2 separate regions of the Zea mays genome follow, and region 2 is linked to region 1. The links are chromatin contacts, called in public Hi-C maps. All regions are on one chromosome and are shown on one strand. Each heading gives the region's core, a stretch centred on a gene start, on an enhancer-like site or on the middle of the called end of the contact. The rest is flanking DNA. Distances are from core to core; before and after follow the strand shown.

Region 1 (7,729 bases), core at 3,685-6,184:
TCTGTTGTCAAGCCTCAAGCGTTCCTTCTAAAAAATCCCATATTCCGGGCCGCTCATCCATGCAAATTGCTAGTATTCGGTTACAAACAGAGAACACTGTCCGTCACTCGTTGCGTCATTTGTGGATTGGACGACTGGTCAGCTCTTCTCGCACCAAGTTGCGATCCTGCACGATCACTACAACATGTATTTCAAAGTACTGACTACTGAGACGTAACAAAGAATTTGTCTAACTCCCACTCGATTATTACGGTTTTGTTTTTACATACTAGATTTATTTTCTTCACAGCTTTCTAAAGAGAGATCATATCCTGTAGACAAAAGACGCCTGTGCTTCCATGCGTAAAATACATCTAACTCATCCGTTCTGTATCCAACAATGTTAATGTGTTATAACATTTTTGCAAATAAGTCCTCCCGTACTCCCCATGTTAGTGCTGTTTATTAAAAAAAAACTGGTACACCGTTAGATACTGAACGGATGAGTTGGATGTATTTTGTGTATGGGAGCACCGGCGTTCTTTGCCTATCCTCTCCTCCCTTTATGACACGCCACCACCGCCCTGCCTGCCGCCGTGGGGTCTCGTCGAGGCTCCGCATTAGGCTATCCGCACTCATACTACTCTAAATTTCTACTCTAAAAGGAATATTCTATCCTCGTCAGCAGTCATGTTTACTCTATACCACAATCCTCTGCAGTCATATTTACTCTATATCTCAACTCTATACCAACTATCACATATTATATTATTTTTTTTATTTCTCTTTCATTCCACCCAACTACCCAAGCAGTGCATAGGGTTTATGCCGTACTACTCTACATATGCCGTTCCAGCACTACTACTGGGAAATAGCGTAGCTCAAAAGGTAGACCACTGCAGCAGGTAAACCCTATCTCTGTAGCGTAGCGTGCCGAGTCCTTCAGTGCGGACAGCCTTAGTGGCTGTAGAATTCCTACTGCGCGAACGGCAACCTCCTTCCACGTCCTCTCCCATCCGCTAGACCGCTAGCCCGCCCCGGCCCGGCCACCTCCTCTCTCCCGTCCACTCGCCTCATCTAGACTAGACTACTTGCCTCCCTTAATTTTGTTCTAACCCGGACCGACATGTAGAAGAAAAGGAAAGAATCGAGTGATGGAACACTCACAGTCACAGTAAGATGTAGCTTCTCTGTTAAAAAAAAACACGCTTACATTTCTCCTTGACTGTCAACATTTTTTTTTCTTTAGAAAAGGACCACATAACAATATTCCCAACGTACATCGCTCACGACAACTGAACTCTCCTCGTCACGTGCAGATCCACGAGAGCAAAACATTATTTTCTGTCCCCGTGCTGCAAATCAGCAAAAACAGGAGGTGACGCCTCCTACAGGCTTTAAGGCGTGGCAGATGAGGCGACACGGTGATGGCCTCTTATTTCTTCACAGGGTGGTCCATCAGGCTGCAACTTTCTTGGCGGTCACTGAGTTGATAATGGTGGCGAAGTCCGGGGCCTGCCAAAACCAAGGGATGTATCAAAACTTCGACAGCTTCTTGAAGGTTTTATAACCTATATATGCTGCGTACGGAGTGGAGAGATCAAATAACATAGCCCTATTTAACAACACTGAGAACAGAGGCAGAAAGACATCGCAGGTGGATGGATGGTTTTAAAAGCCACTGCTGATCAGAGATCAGTATACATAGTCATGTTAAACACCATGAGATTTGGAAATGCATAATGGAAGTTGCAAGATGAGCTTTAAGAGCTACAGGCAGCAGCTACTGACAATAGAAGGTACAGGACAAAGGAGATTATGTACAAAGATTTGAGGTTAATTTGCCATACCTTCAAGGAGGCACCACCAACAAGAAAACCATCGATATCCTCTTTCTTTGCTAGCTCTGCACAGTTGGCTGCATTCACAGAACCTGCAACACAGAGCAAATGAAGATGGTCACATCACAGGGCCATCAAGCCATGTTAAACACGTTATCCTCATAGTAATTTAGCAAACTGCAAACCACGGTTCCAAGTTCAATCTTTCCATTTTCAAATTTAATGGAAAAAGAAACACGCGAAACACGTTATCCTGACAGCTTATGTGAAACGAGAAACCAACCTCCATAGATTATTCGGGTGCTAGAGGCAACATCAGGTGATATGTTGGTCGTCAACCAATCGCGTACAGCAGCATGAACTTCCTGGGCTTGCTCAGGAGTAGCAACTTTTCCGGTTCCAATAGCCCAAACAGGCTCATATGCAATCACAACATCGGCCCAGTTTGAAATACTATCTGCAAGCAGATACATGTTGCGCATGCATCAACACCTCAAGCTAAATCAATGCCTCCCAACTTCTTCTCTAGAACGCCCATAAAAAAAATCCTAAGATGAAGAAATTTCACCTGCAAAAGCCTTCATCTGCTCAAAACATACTTCAAAAGTTTTCCCTGCTTCCCTCTCTTCCAGAAGCTCTCCTATGCAGGCAATAACCTTAACATTTTGGCTCAATGCATATGCAGCCTTCTTCCCAATAAACTGCATTTGAGCAACTTGTTATATTGCAATCACAAACTATGTTTCTGCAAGCATCAAACCAGTAGCATATGCACATAAAATAATCACCTCGTCATTTTCACCAATAATATGTCTACGCTCTGAGTGTCCAAGAATAACCCATTGACAACCGATGTCCACCAGTTGTTCTGCACTGTAATATTTTAAGGGAAAGGTAAAACTGCCATTAGCAAAGCTAGAAGTGAAATAATAAGCTCCTAATCCGCTGTTACATATTATACAAAGTCCATCCCGTAAAACCAACAGACTGATGGTTTTATAACCGCTTTACAGCTAGTTGCAATCTCCATGAATATACTTAGCAAAGAAAAGGATAACCAGTGTCCAGTGTACCCAACCTGATCTCTCCGGTGTAGGCTCCTCCTTTTCCAATCCACACATTCTGAGCAGAAACCTCAATGCGACCCGTTAGTGAATTCTTGACCTGATCGATATAGATGAATGGAGGAGCCACCACAACATCTGCAGAATTGCATAACGCCACACATTAGTTTGACTGCTTTATTGCGCAAGAAACAAGCAGTAAAATGGAATAGAAGTTCTTAGATAATTCTCTCTACTATACATGTTTCCAACCCAAGATATTACGTGGTGGTTATAATTTGGAGCCCATGAACGGAACCCCGTCTAAATTGCCAATAGATTACTCCTATAGCTGCACTTGCAGAACCTGAGATACAAATTTTGTATTCAACAGAAAAGCCTGCTACAAACATGGAAAAAGTGTCTCCATGCCACATGGTACAGATACATGATGCAGGTAGCTCAGATGCTTGAGTTTCTTACAGTTACATAAAAGGGGTGCAGGAAAGTGACTAACAAATCTCATTGGGAGCATTAAGCAAACATTTTGCCAGCAGTTTTTTCTTCTTCTGTGAGGCAACTATCCAAACATTGAATTAGCAACGGATTTACGTTTTAGTAGATAGCCTTGAGTACCACACAAAGAAAACAAGTGATATACAAGTAAATGCAAATATTCAATATGGTATCCCTATTAACCTATGTGCAACAGGAAAGCATACGAACACCAACCAGATGCATGCACCAAACGTGAATATCATAGAAAGAGAAAGATTAGGATATGTAGAGATGGAACAAATGGGCTTACCTACATCAGTTTCGAGGGTAGCAGCATTCAGTTCAGAGACAAGCTTGCTAACGGAGTCCTTTGTTCCGTTCTGAATAAGAGGGTAAAGAAACTGACATCAAGACCACAAATTCTAAGACGAGTAACTAAATACCCCAAGGGATATAGCTTAATGTTGCTAGCAAGAGCTCCTGAAGTGAAGAAGCTTCGTATAAGATTTTTCTTCAAAACAAATAGGCCATGTTCGCTAATCCAAGATGGAGCCCAAAAAATGAATTTGCAAATTTAAAGCTTGATTTTGGATTGATGAAACTCGCAGACCCATTACTAATAAACAACCACAACTCAAAAGTTCACAACACGCACCACTTTACATCTTCTCTCCTCCGGCCAGGTCTCTCAAAGCTTAGCAAAGAGAGTCAAGAAAGCAACAAGGCCTCTCTATACTCAGGAGGCAGGAACTAGTGGCATTCCCTGGTTTCTCTCAGCTAAAAGGTTTCTAAAAGGCGAAAGATGCAATATCAACTTTTATACACCTGCCTTTCCAAAAAAACACACAGACACACTTTTTATATACCGAACAAAACGGCTCTGGCTGGCAGACCAAGCTGGGCTGGGCAGCAGAGAAGCGATTGTATTTCTAGAAGTGGCCATGTACGGAGTAAATCACGATATATGTATGGTGCCGGCGGCCAGCGCTGCACTACGGCAGGAACCAAGGAGGGGAGGCCGGCGCAACACTGTGGCGATGGTCGATGGAGCCGTGGTATGCATGACGACAAAAAAATCTCGTCCCTGTCCCGTTGGAATGCCCAATGCGGCAACAGCCAAAAAATGATACAGTTACACAGCATCTCCAGGATCATCGGTACACAGCATCTCCAAGCCGCGTAAAGCTGAAGAAGCAGAACATGCACTTACGCACTTCCAGTTGCCTCCGACGAAGAACTGCAAAGAAAAATGAAGCGGGAGCATGAGCGCAGACACCACATGGGCAGACGGTTAAACAGCGGCGGCGGCGGAGGCGGCGGCGCACCTTGCCGGATCCAGCCATGGCGACGACGCGCTGGGCGCGGCGGCGCGAGAAGCCGACGCGAAGCTGCTGTGGGACGGTGGGAGTGGCCGGCGCCGCCGCGCGGCGGAGGTCGGCGAGGCGGGAGAGATGGGAGGACACGAGGGACGACGGCGCCGCGGCCATTCTCAGTCTCGCTCTCGCTGCTGCGGTTGGTGGGGGAGAACTGGAGAGGAGCAGGCGGCGAGGGCGAGGCGAGGGGGTAGCAGTTCGTCCTCGTTCGCAAGGTGGGAATATGATGCGGGCAGCCGCAACCACCGGACACGGGGGGAAAGGGCTAGGGGCGGCGGGGCAGGCGAGGGACAGCGACCCGTGCGCGGGTCCGCGTCCACGGCCTTTTTGTATGGCCGACCCATCGCCCTTATCGGCCCACGGATAACGGTGCCCGTGCAGCACCACTCGTCTGCCGTTGATCCATCGTGATCCAATGTTCCCGGTTCTCTCCTGCTGGTCCTTCCTTTAAACACAGCTGATTTTCCGTACAGTCACAACTCACAACTCACAACCCAGTCACTGTAGCCGGCGCTTGTGTGCCACCTGCAACCTCTCGCATGATTCAATGACATCCTTAACTTTGTGACTTTCCAGCCCTTCCGTTGTACTTTTTATTGCCTTTTAGTAACAGTAGGGATCCTTGGTCCTTACCTCTCATGTCCACTTCAGATAAAAGAATATAAAAGAACGACCCTTTTATGACCATTGTGTACAAAACAATGTTTTATATTTATATAATATGACATTGTTTATAAGTAAACGTAAATAAGCAAGCGTCTAAATATAGCATAAAGGAGAAAGGCATTTAGACGAGGAAAAAGATAGTTATAGGGGGTTGTTTGGGTAGTGTTACTAAATTTTAGTGCGCGCCACATCAAATAGTTAGATGTCCGTTAAAAGTGTTAAAGATAGTACAATTATAGAACTAATTATACATATGAGAATTAAACGTCAAGATGGATCTATTAAAACTAATTAATCAATGATTCGCTAATATCATGATACAGTGAACATATCATAATTGTGAATTAATTAGGTTTAGTAAATTCGTCTCGACGTTTAGCTTTTATCCGTGTAATCTCTACTAACTATTAAGTCAATAGTGTAGACCATCCATGTGCCCCCGCCTCCATACTCCCGCAACCACCCCTGCGCCCGCGCATGCCGCGACCACAACGCTCGATCCCCCGCCTCCCCACGGTGAAACCGCCCCCGCGCCTGACACCGAGAAACCCGCTCGCCCCCGCTCGCGATGCCCCCACGCCCGTCGTACCCCCTGGCGGTCCCTGTTCCCGTCGTCGCCCGTGGCCCGTTCCAGCAGCCGGCATCACCCTCAGCCACGACCTCCAACCACCGGCTATCGTCCGGCCTCAGACCCCTGCAGCAGCGAGCAAGCGGCGCGCGGGGCCCCGGGTGGCCTTCGCCTCCGCGAAGTCGGCGAGGCGCTGGAGCGCAACGTCGAGCGTCTTGGCGGACACGTTGGCGAAGCAGACGCGGAACCACCCGGGCTCGCTGCAGTGGCAGGAGGAGCCCGGGGAGACGTTGAGCCCGACCTAGAACACCAGCTTCCTCCACAGCTAAATCTCGCCCTCGAACGACGCCGTGGGCCCCCGCACCAGGCGCCGCATGTCGGCCCAACAGAAGAGCCCCACGCTGCCCTCCAGGCACGCGACGTTGGCCGCCGCGAGGCCCGCCGCCAGCCGCGCGCGCCGCGCCCCGATCCGCCGCGCGTTCTCCGCTGCGTACCGCCGCATGAAGCCCCCGTCGCCCAGGAGCGACGCCAGCAGGTGCTACGTCTGCGATGACACTAGGCCGAAGCTCGACATCTTGGTGGCCGCCGACACGACGCCGACGTTGAACGAGTGGATGGCGCACACGCGGAACCCCGGCAGGCCCAGGTCCTTGGACAACCCCGTACACCACGTGCACGCGCTCCGCCAGCGACCCGGCGTTGGCGTCCTCACGCGCGGCCGCGGCCGCCACCTCTAGCACGCTCACGAAGCCCGGATCCGCCAACGCCGTGCTCGCGTACACCTCGTCGCTCACCAGGTGCATGCCCGGCCTGGCGGCCACGAAGTCGACCAGCGTATCCAGGTACATGTAGAGTGCTCAGCTTCTCAGAGAATTTTCTGAAACTACCTACTATAGACCCCTTACCTTGACCGGTGACAAGATCAGGTATGAGTGGAGTTACTGTGGAACTTATGGTAGGAAGTAAACTAACCTTGTCGGCAAGGATGTCAACCGTGCCATAGTTTGCAGTCAGATCAGCAGAAACAATAAGAGGGGGCAACTGGAACTGCCTTGTTATCGAATCAATAGGTTTCCCAGGATCATTTCGAATCCCGACCATCACACTAACATGACAGTTCCTAGAATCTGATGTTAATTGTGGTTTCACATAGATCGGTGTTTTCTTCAGTTTCTGAACCCTGCTCGTTTGATCAAACATGAGCGTGCTGAGTGTGTACAGAAGAAAAGCTAGCGCACAAATGAGTACCTGTAACTCGTGAGCTTAAACTGCCCGTTGGGAGGAACAAATGATAGGATCTGATTTGATTCCCAAGGCCTGAATCGGACACAGGGGTGGAAGGTAACATCATTGATAATTGCAGGGTTAGCAAAGGACATTGTCAGCTCTGGCACACCCGGGAGGCTGCAGTTTACTTGGACTTCACCGTATGCTTCGCATTTCACGAGAACCCCCTCTCTGTGCACCAATCAACGAACAGGATACCAAACAGCAAAGGAGCCTCAGTAACATAAGAAAAATTAAATAAAAAATAAGTAGGGTAGTTTCATGTGCTATTATGCTATACCACTACTTAATAGTATGAAACTTCGTTCTTATGATGCTATTTTTTCTATATTTTCATAGCACTTGTAAAGCGCAGAGCATTCATAAATTGAAGATATAAAAATAGATTGGAGCTCAATGTACAGAATTACTACAAAAATGTTGAACAATGAGTACCTTCCAGAAACATTTGACCAATTACTATGACTAAGGTCC
Region 2 (7,729 bases), core at 3,484-5,983, 300 kb after region 1:
GAGTCAGAGCACGCGCAGTTGGCGCACCGGACAGTCTATAGGACCTGTCCGGTGCACCACCGGACAGCCCAGAGGCCCCACAAGTCAGAGCTCCAACGGTCGAACCCCAACGGCTCGCTGATGTGGCTGGCGCACCGGACAGTGTCCGGTCGGCCATTTTTGGTGGTTGGGGCTATAAATACCCCAACCACCCCACATTCAATGGCATCCAAGTTTCTACACTTCTACACCTTACAAGAGCTATAGCGTTCAATACAAGACACACCAAAGAGATCAAATCCTCTCCCAACTCCACACAAAGCTTAAGTGATTAGAGAGAGATTTGTTGTTTTCATTTGAGCTCTTGCGCTTGGATTGCTTCTTTTCTTTCTCATTCTTTCTTGAGATCAAACTCACTTGTAATTGAGGTAAGAGACACCAATTGTGTGGTGGTCCTTGCGGGAACTTCGTGTTTCATTTGATTGAGAAGAGAAGCTCACTCGGTCTAGGTGACCGTTTGAGAGAGGGTAAGGGTTGAAAGAGACCCGGTCTTCGTGACCACCTCAACGGGGAGTAGGTCTGTAAGAACCGAACCTCGGTAAAACAAATCACCGTGTCTTGCTCTTTATTCGCTCACGATTTGTTTTGCGCCCTCTCTCTCGGACTCGTTTATATTTCTAACGCTAACTCGGCTTGTAGTTGTGCTTAAGTTTATAAATTTCAGATTCGCCCTATTCACCCCCCCCCCCTCTAGGCGACTTTCAATCGGCACGTGCCGGTTTAGCTGAATTTCCTTCGGGAGAATTATGCTCTTGGCCCTAGAAATGTTCCATTTCCTTCCTTGGCCCTCTTCTTAGTTTTAAATTATCTATCTTTACAACCAGTTTACACGGTTTTACATTTTCCGCCATAGTTATTGGCTCCAAACATACGCTCACACCCATTTAACCAACAGAACACATGTATATCTTTAGGTTTTTATACTATATACTCGAACATAAATGAAAACCATAGCAACATTTCAGCGCATTACTTACTTTACCTGACCTTTTCCTTATATCTGGCTGCTTCCAATGTTAAGTGGAACTTGAATCGGCCTTTTTACCCTTGTCTGGGGTGCAAAAGTAAACTAGTATAAATAATTCACTTCGAGACTATAATGAAAAAAAACATAAGTAATTCTCAAAATTGAACTTTGCACTCTTAGGGCTTTGGAAACTTGGTTCATTTCCATCTCTATTCTCTCCAATTCTCAAGGAGATTTCGAGTTTCCAAACTAGCTTTTATCTATCTCGAGCGGAGGTCAAAGACATCAATTCATCCCTCACTTCACTTTTCTAGTGGTTAAAATATGAAAGAAGAGACACATCAGAGCATCTCCAACAATGTGACCTATACAAATACCCTATAATTTAAAAATAAGTATATTTTATAGAATTTAGGGCATCAACGAAATACCCTGCTCCAACAGTAAAGCCTCAAATCTTAATTATAGGGCAACACACTACGGTGTAGTATATTTGAGGCGCTTGAGAGTGTGGCATATATTTTATTTCATTTTAGTCCCTAAATTGTCAAATACGGAAACTAAAATAGAGTTTTAGTTCTGTATTTGACAATTTAGAGACTAAAATAAAATAAAATGGAAGGACTAAAAGTTAGTCCCTAGAAACCAAACACCCCTGAATCTGGATTGGTTAGATCTAGATTATTTGGCTATTTCCTCATGAAGTAAATCTATTTTTGTTGAATGATAACAACCGGAGGTGTCTCAAACAGGCTACGGGCGGCGCACCGACGTGTAAAGCCCAACTGAAACTGTAACTAGACTCAAAACCAAGTAGCACCTAGAAAGCCTAGAGGGCTGTACGCAGAACAGGCCTAGGCCTTGGGGCACAACTGGGCTGAGACATTTGGGCCTAGTTGCAGGCCAGCACAACATTCTGAGCGGCCGTCCATCACAATTTCGAGTTGGCATGTGTCGCTCACCGTGGATAACCACTGAGAAGAAAGATAACCACATTTTTTGATGAAAAAAGAAAAGAGAGGCAGTGGTGTTGATTGATGGGGGCTCTCTGAATCAAGTGGAAAGCCATGTGGTCTGTGTTTTGCCAATTGTGGGTTCCCTAAAGGTTCCTCGTGATACATTTATTAGTAGTGGGGCCGTTGAGCCAAGGGGCCACGAATAATTTCAACGCGCGGCAACTTGTCGCGTTGCCAGGTCATAAACATTATTCAGTGTCAAGACAATCATGTTGTTAATTAAGCCGTCATAAAATGATTGTGCATAACGTTTTTACATAAGTATGATGCTCAACCTCATTTAATATAAGGTCTTTTAATGGGTCTCTAGAGACTTAAATATATATAAACAAATAAAAGACAGTCTCCTTACGAAGAGTGTCTCTACGTAACTCTTCATACATATTTTTAATTATATTTATAATGTGACTGATTTTATAGACACATGGTTATATTATTGTCTGTTAGTTATCTCTTGTGCTTAAAAATCAATTTAATAGCTTGATGAATTGGCCCACTAAAAATGTAGAAATCTCTTTTACTCCCCTCCACGTCGGAGTCAAACTCACGGGAGCCTTTTTTTTTTACGAGTAAGAGCAACAACAACATATTTAATGTAGGCAAAACAGGAAATAGACACCATAATTAAACACTCCCCTGTTAATTATGTGAGATTATGTCCAAAAGTACTTCCTTTTGGGGAGTATACTCTACCGCTAAAATTCCTCTCTTCTCATCACTCCGAACTCCGCAGTATAGTTCCATACGTTAATTAGGGCGCCACATCGTTTTTTTTATAAAATGACACCATATTCATTATAAAATAGATGTAAGTGGTTTTATCACCGTGAAATTGAAACCATGTTAAACTCAATTTCTATTATTGGCCGTTTAGATGTAACATTTGACAGGGTATAGGCTATGAAATCGCGAAGTGGAACTTTGTTTTGAGAGTGTATGTTTTATTCTTTTATCTCATCTCGTCTAGCAGATAACGTGGCAGCATTATTATTGCAAATAACACAATGAAACTCTTAACGAGAATAGCCTGATTACTAGTACAACAGCCTGTGAAAATTCCGTAACTGCATATGTTTATTCCTTTGCTCGTCCCACGAGCAATTCATCACTAGACACAGTGCACTGCATACACGTACGGGACGCACACGTTACACATGAATGAATACGTATATACACATCGCATTTACCTGTTCCTGTATGCAAATATACTGCACGACTGGAGTGTACACTACACAGTACATACACTGCAATGGCAGTACGGCCGCAACACTGGCACACGTACGTACGTACGGGCTCGTCGATCGAAGCCGTCACGTCACGCGGTGCCATCGACGCGCGCCTTGGTGACTCCGGCGCAGGCGTCGACGAAGTCGCCGTCGATGAAGTCGGTGGAGAAGACCTGCAGCTTGTCGCCGAGGCCCTTGGCGAAGGCCTCGGCGATGAAGAGCCGCGCGTAGCCGTGGATCCGCTTCGTGACGGGCCACACGCACAGCACCGGGTTGTCGGCCTTGGGCGTCACCGTGTTCTCCACCCGGTAGAAGAACCTCCGGCCGGCCACCGGCGGCTGCTGCCCCAGGAACTTGAGGTTGCTCTCGAACTTGGTCTCCGGCAGGTCCGTGTCGATCCAGTTGTCCTTGAGGTAGCCGGCGCTCCACAGCGGGTCCCCGGGCCTGGGCGGCGGCGACTTGCGGGGCTTCCAGACGCAGATGACCCGCCGCGGGAGCAGCTCCGCGACGGTCCTGTGGAACACCGCCTCGTCCTGCGGGATCAGGTGCTCGCCCAGCTTGTCGGCCAGGAACCTGTCGAACCCCGGCGGGTCCTCGTGCCCGAACTCGGTGCGGATCTCCAAGATGACCAGCTCGGACTCGGTCTCGCTCAGGAACCGGCTCACGTCGTCCAGCACCACGTCCACGGGGTACGTCGCCAGGATGCCGTGGCAGACCCGGCGCTCCTCCTGCACGCGCACGTCGACGACGCGCGTGCCCATGGCCAGCTGCTCGTACACGGACATGGACTGGCACTGCGCGAAGGGGCGGGTCACCAGCGGCACGCCGATCTTGTTGGTGGCCGAGTCGTGCGTGCCGGGCCACACCACCTGGTGCACGCGCAGCTTGTCGGCGCCCAGCTCCGCCATCCACCGCTTCCGGTCCGCCGGCCGGTGCTCCGACCCCGGGAACGTGTCGCCGGAGGAGGACAGCCGCGTGGCCAGCGCCCGCTTCTCGGTGGTCACCAGCTTCCGCCGGTCCACCTGCTTCGAGAAGAAGGCGCCCATGGCTTCCAGCGGGTTGCTGCTGCTGTTGGAATTGGAGGAAGCCATGGATGGATAAATTATAAAGGGAGTCCTGTGCCTCGAGCTCAGACCTGGACCTGGACGTCGCTGTAAGCTGGAGATCGATTATAAATAGCAGCAAGACAATCAAGGAAGAAAAATATCAGTGCGTCGTGGGATTAGCCAACATGTGGCGATGGTTTTTTTGTAGGGGCTTGGCTGATCGATGATTGATCCGGAGAGGAGGGAAGTGTTCTTGCGACCTCCGCTGCTGCTTTCGGTTACCTTGGATTATTGGAATGGATGGTAGAATTGGCGCCGTTAGGTGTGGACGTGTGCTGATGCCAGGCCGGTCGAGAGAGAGATTTTTCTTTTCTTTTCTTTGGCAATTGCCAATTGGCATATATCTCTATCCAAATTGCTACTACTGGACAGAGCCATAGAGGGTTTGGTTCGCTCGGAGCATGGACGAGGCAATTCTTTTATGGCGAGAGAGACGGCGACGGAATCGGGGGCCACAACCCACAAGGATACTGTATGTCATTATGGACGGACATACACGCCGGCGAATAGGCGACTTGGAGGTGAAGGTTCCAGGTTGGTGCAATAATTTGTCGGGCAATTGCTGCAAACTTTTGCTGCCGCAGATTCAAAACGGGTGGTAAAAGGCCATGTGACCGACGTATTGGCACTTCGGAAAGCAGCCGCACTAATTGGTTCCCTCCCAAAAAAAACCCGACGCAGTAGGGTACTACTTGCTGAGCCTCATCGCGACGTGCGTATACCCCAGACCAAAGGGGCATCTGTCAAGCGTATTTAGCACATGACGATGCGTTCGCACTGATTGCCAGATAAATTAGCATGGTAATCACGTTTCCTACAGGCCACGAGAACTGTTGAATAAGCGACACCAACGTTACTATCTGCTTACTATGTGCCACTAATAACCACGACAACAGCGCGTACCCATAAAATTTAAGGATCAAATCAGATTAGAATCAGACTCTATATCTATTATTTTTTAAACTAAAATTTATTAGGAACCCTAACTTATTATAAAAACAATTTTTATTGTACAAAAAACATTTTGATCGTAATCCATTACCACCCTAATCATACACCTAAATTGGCCGTTGTTGGAACTTGCTCTCAGCCGCAAGGGGATCCAACGGGGGGAGTGGTGACGTAAACATGGTTCTCGCGCAAGATGGCAATAGCTCTGTTAACCTAGTCTCTCACGGGCACTGTGCGGGGGTATTTATAGGTGTCTGAGCACCCAGCGTCTCGTGTTAAGGACGCATGTGCCCTCAGACACTTAGGTTATCCCCAGAATATTCTCATAAAGCAGGGTTACAGACTGTAATTACAGGGATGCCTTTACAGATTAGGCCCGTAATACGCAGCGGCCACGCAGAGCCCGTTACAATGGGCCGGATCACACGTGGGCCTCCGAGTTGGACAAGGCCGCATGGTGGAATGACCTCGTCGCAGGCCTTCGTCTGATGTCATGTGGGGCGAAGGGTGTCCCTGTCCGTTTTATCTCCGTTGGACCAACGACTGCAGCGAAGGCCTCGAGCGAAGGGTGGCGTCTTTGCCTTCGCCCCAACAGTCGTCACTATTCGTTTGCTTTGATCATAAATTTTGTCTTCCATCATGCATACAGGAAAGGATAGTCTTCACACACACAAAACAGCAAAGGTCAACCTGCTTCCAATCATTTGACTTCCACGTGTTCAAAACACAACCTGTGCAGATGTGCTCCGCGTTCAACTGCTCCTAACGAAGTAACGAGATGCACACATAGCTTCATCAACCATACAAATTCACTCAAAACAGTGGTTGACATAAGCTACGGGCAGACGATGTTAATTCTTGCCTAATATATGCTCTTTCTCGTTGTTTTGAAAAAGGAAAGAAACAAAAACTTACACGACTGGCACTTTATTTCTGGGGAGATATGGGCAATAATACTATAATGTCCATATTAGTTTTCATATAAAACATTACTACAGGACTGTAAGATTTCTCCACTGATGGCCACTTGTGACTTGTCTATTAAGAATTTGAATACGCTAAACCAGGCGGAAAAATAAATAACTTCTGAGAAGATCCCTGAGAGATTAGAAAAAATTAAAAAGAAGTTTGACTTGCTTGGAATTTAAACGCACCCAATCCTACTCAATCCGTACGTATGGATTGAGAGCTAACCGAACAAGCCCTTAGTTGTTAGCCAACCAACGGAAGGCTGCATGTTAGTGTCAACCAACTAATTACAGGATTAGAATATGTACCTGCCTGAGAGAAGTGCTTGTTCAGGCCACGTTTGGGACAGCTCTTGGCTGTTCCAGCTGATGCGCTACTGTAGCTTATCCATGGCACTGTGGCTGCAATGTTCATGAAGTTGTTTTCTGTCCTTTTCAAAACAATGGGGAGCTGGTGAAGACACGTTTTGTGGCCCCTCCGGTTACTAGAGCAAGGAGCCAGTCAGAGCCAGACCTCCCAAACAGGCCCTTGATCAGCTTACCTCTCCACAAATACATCGCCACGTCATCAGTATGCTGGGACAAGGTGATGTACCAGACTCATTGGAAGCAAAATGTCCTGGATTCCTAGTTAAAATTGGCAGTTAGCACAACACAAAGGAATACACTGAGTGCTGAAGGAATCCTTTCACCTGGGAGAAAAATGAAGTCACAGACGTTTCTCTTTAGAGCTCTTCTCTTTAGACTTTCCAGGTGCCCACTGAAAGTGGCCACAATTGGCTTCTGGATTTGATGCAGGTCCCTTGACAAAATATAACACGTGATGCCACTGTAAGATATAGTGCGTGTATTCTCTAAAAGGGCGATTTACATTGTTCACAGCCTATTTCACTGTTTAAATGACATCAGGGGCCACGCCACGTTCACCTTTCCTGGTGCACTGGCACCAGTGTAAAATAATATTTTCCATTAACAAAACATTTTTTAACCATGTGTTTCTAAGATCATGGGTATATCTCTTAAGGTGTGCGCCATGGTAGGATTCGCCCCTGAATGGCATGATGATGTTATGTCTACTAAGCAGTAAATTGTAAGTACACGTGTACCTGAGCACGAGCACAGACATAGAACAAACGGCCTATATTAGGGCCCTTCTTCACAGACCTCGGAATGCATGGTTCACTATGCCCTTTGCAACGTGGTAGTGTCATCTTCATCTTTTTCTGTATCCTCTGCCACTCCAATGCTGCAGCATTAGACTTGTCTGTTGAAAGTGAACATGACGATGCATCTGTGTTATCCTGAACTTTTGCAGCTGAAGTTGTGCACTGCATGTTTTCAGGCAGTGTATCACCATTTGAAACACATGCTTGATTTGTAAGGTCTAATGTTTCTGCTGGAGTAACTAAGGTACTGGTACTAGCATTTACTGTCTTTGACCCTGGTCTTTGAAAAA

The links. Hi-C and Micro-C count contacts between places; a contact is called where the count stands out from the background.
Region 2: a contact with region 1 is called in a Hi-C map of tassel, with 2.9 times the contacts expected there. The contact joins the promoter of LOC100279845 here to the promoter of LOC100191222 in region 1. A contact is called at or near these places in 3 of 25 Hi-C or Micro-C datasets (ear, leaf and tassel).

Annotation. Positions count from the first base shown.
Region 1 is chr7:149,670,112-149,677,840 of Zm-B73-REFERENCE-NAM-5.0, forward strand. It overlaps LOC100191222 (Triosephosphate isomerase), which reads right to left and starts at 4,935. Exons shown (of 9, transcript NM_001136656.2): 1 at 4,687-4,935; 2 at 4,572-4,598; 3 at 3,672-3,741; 4 at 2,899-3,022; 5 at 2,609-2,693; 6 at 2,389-2,521; 7 at 2,104-2,277; 8 at 1,830-1,912; 9 at 1,115-1,494. The coding sequence starts at 4,848. The coding sequence ends at 1,438. It also overlaps the pseudogene LOC103634270.
Region 2 is chr7:149,966,263-149,973,991 of Zm-B73-REFERENCE-NAM-5.0, forward strand. LOC100279845 reads right to left here and starts at 4,734. Exons shown (of 1, transcript NM_001317844.1): 1 at 3,081-4,734. The coding sequence starts at 4,339. The coding sequence ends at 3,338. It overlaps LOC103633096 (DNA-(apurinic or apyrimidinic site) lyase 2), which reads right to left. Exons shown (of 11, transcript NM_001368411.1): 9 at 7,380-7,729; 10 at 6,966-7,075; 11 at 6,422-6,892. The coding sequence ends at 6,983.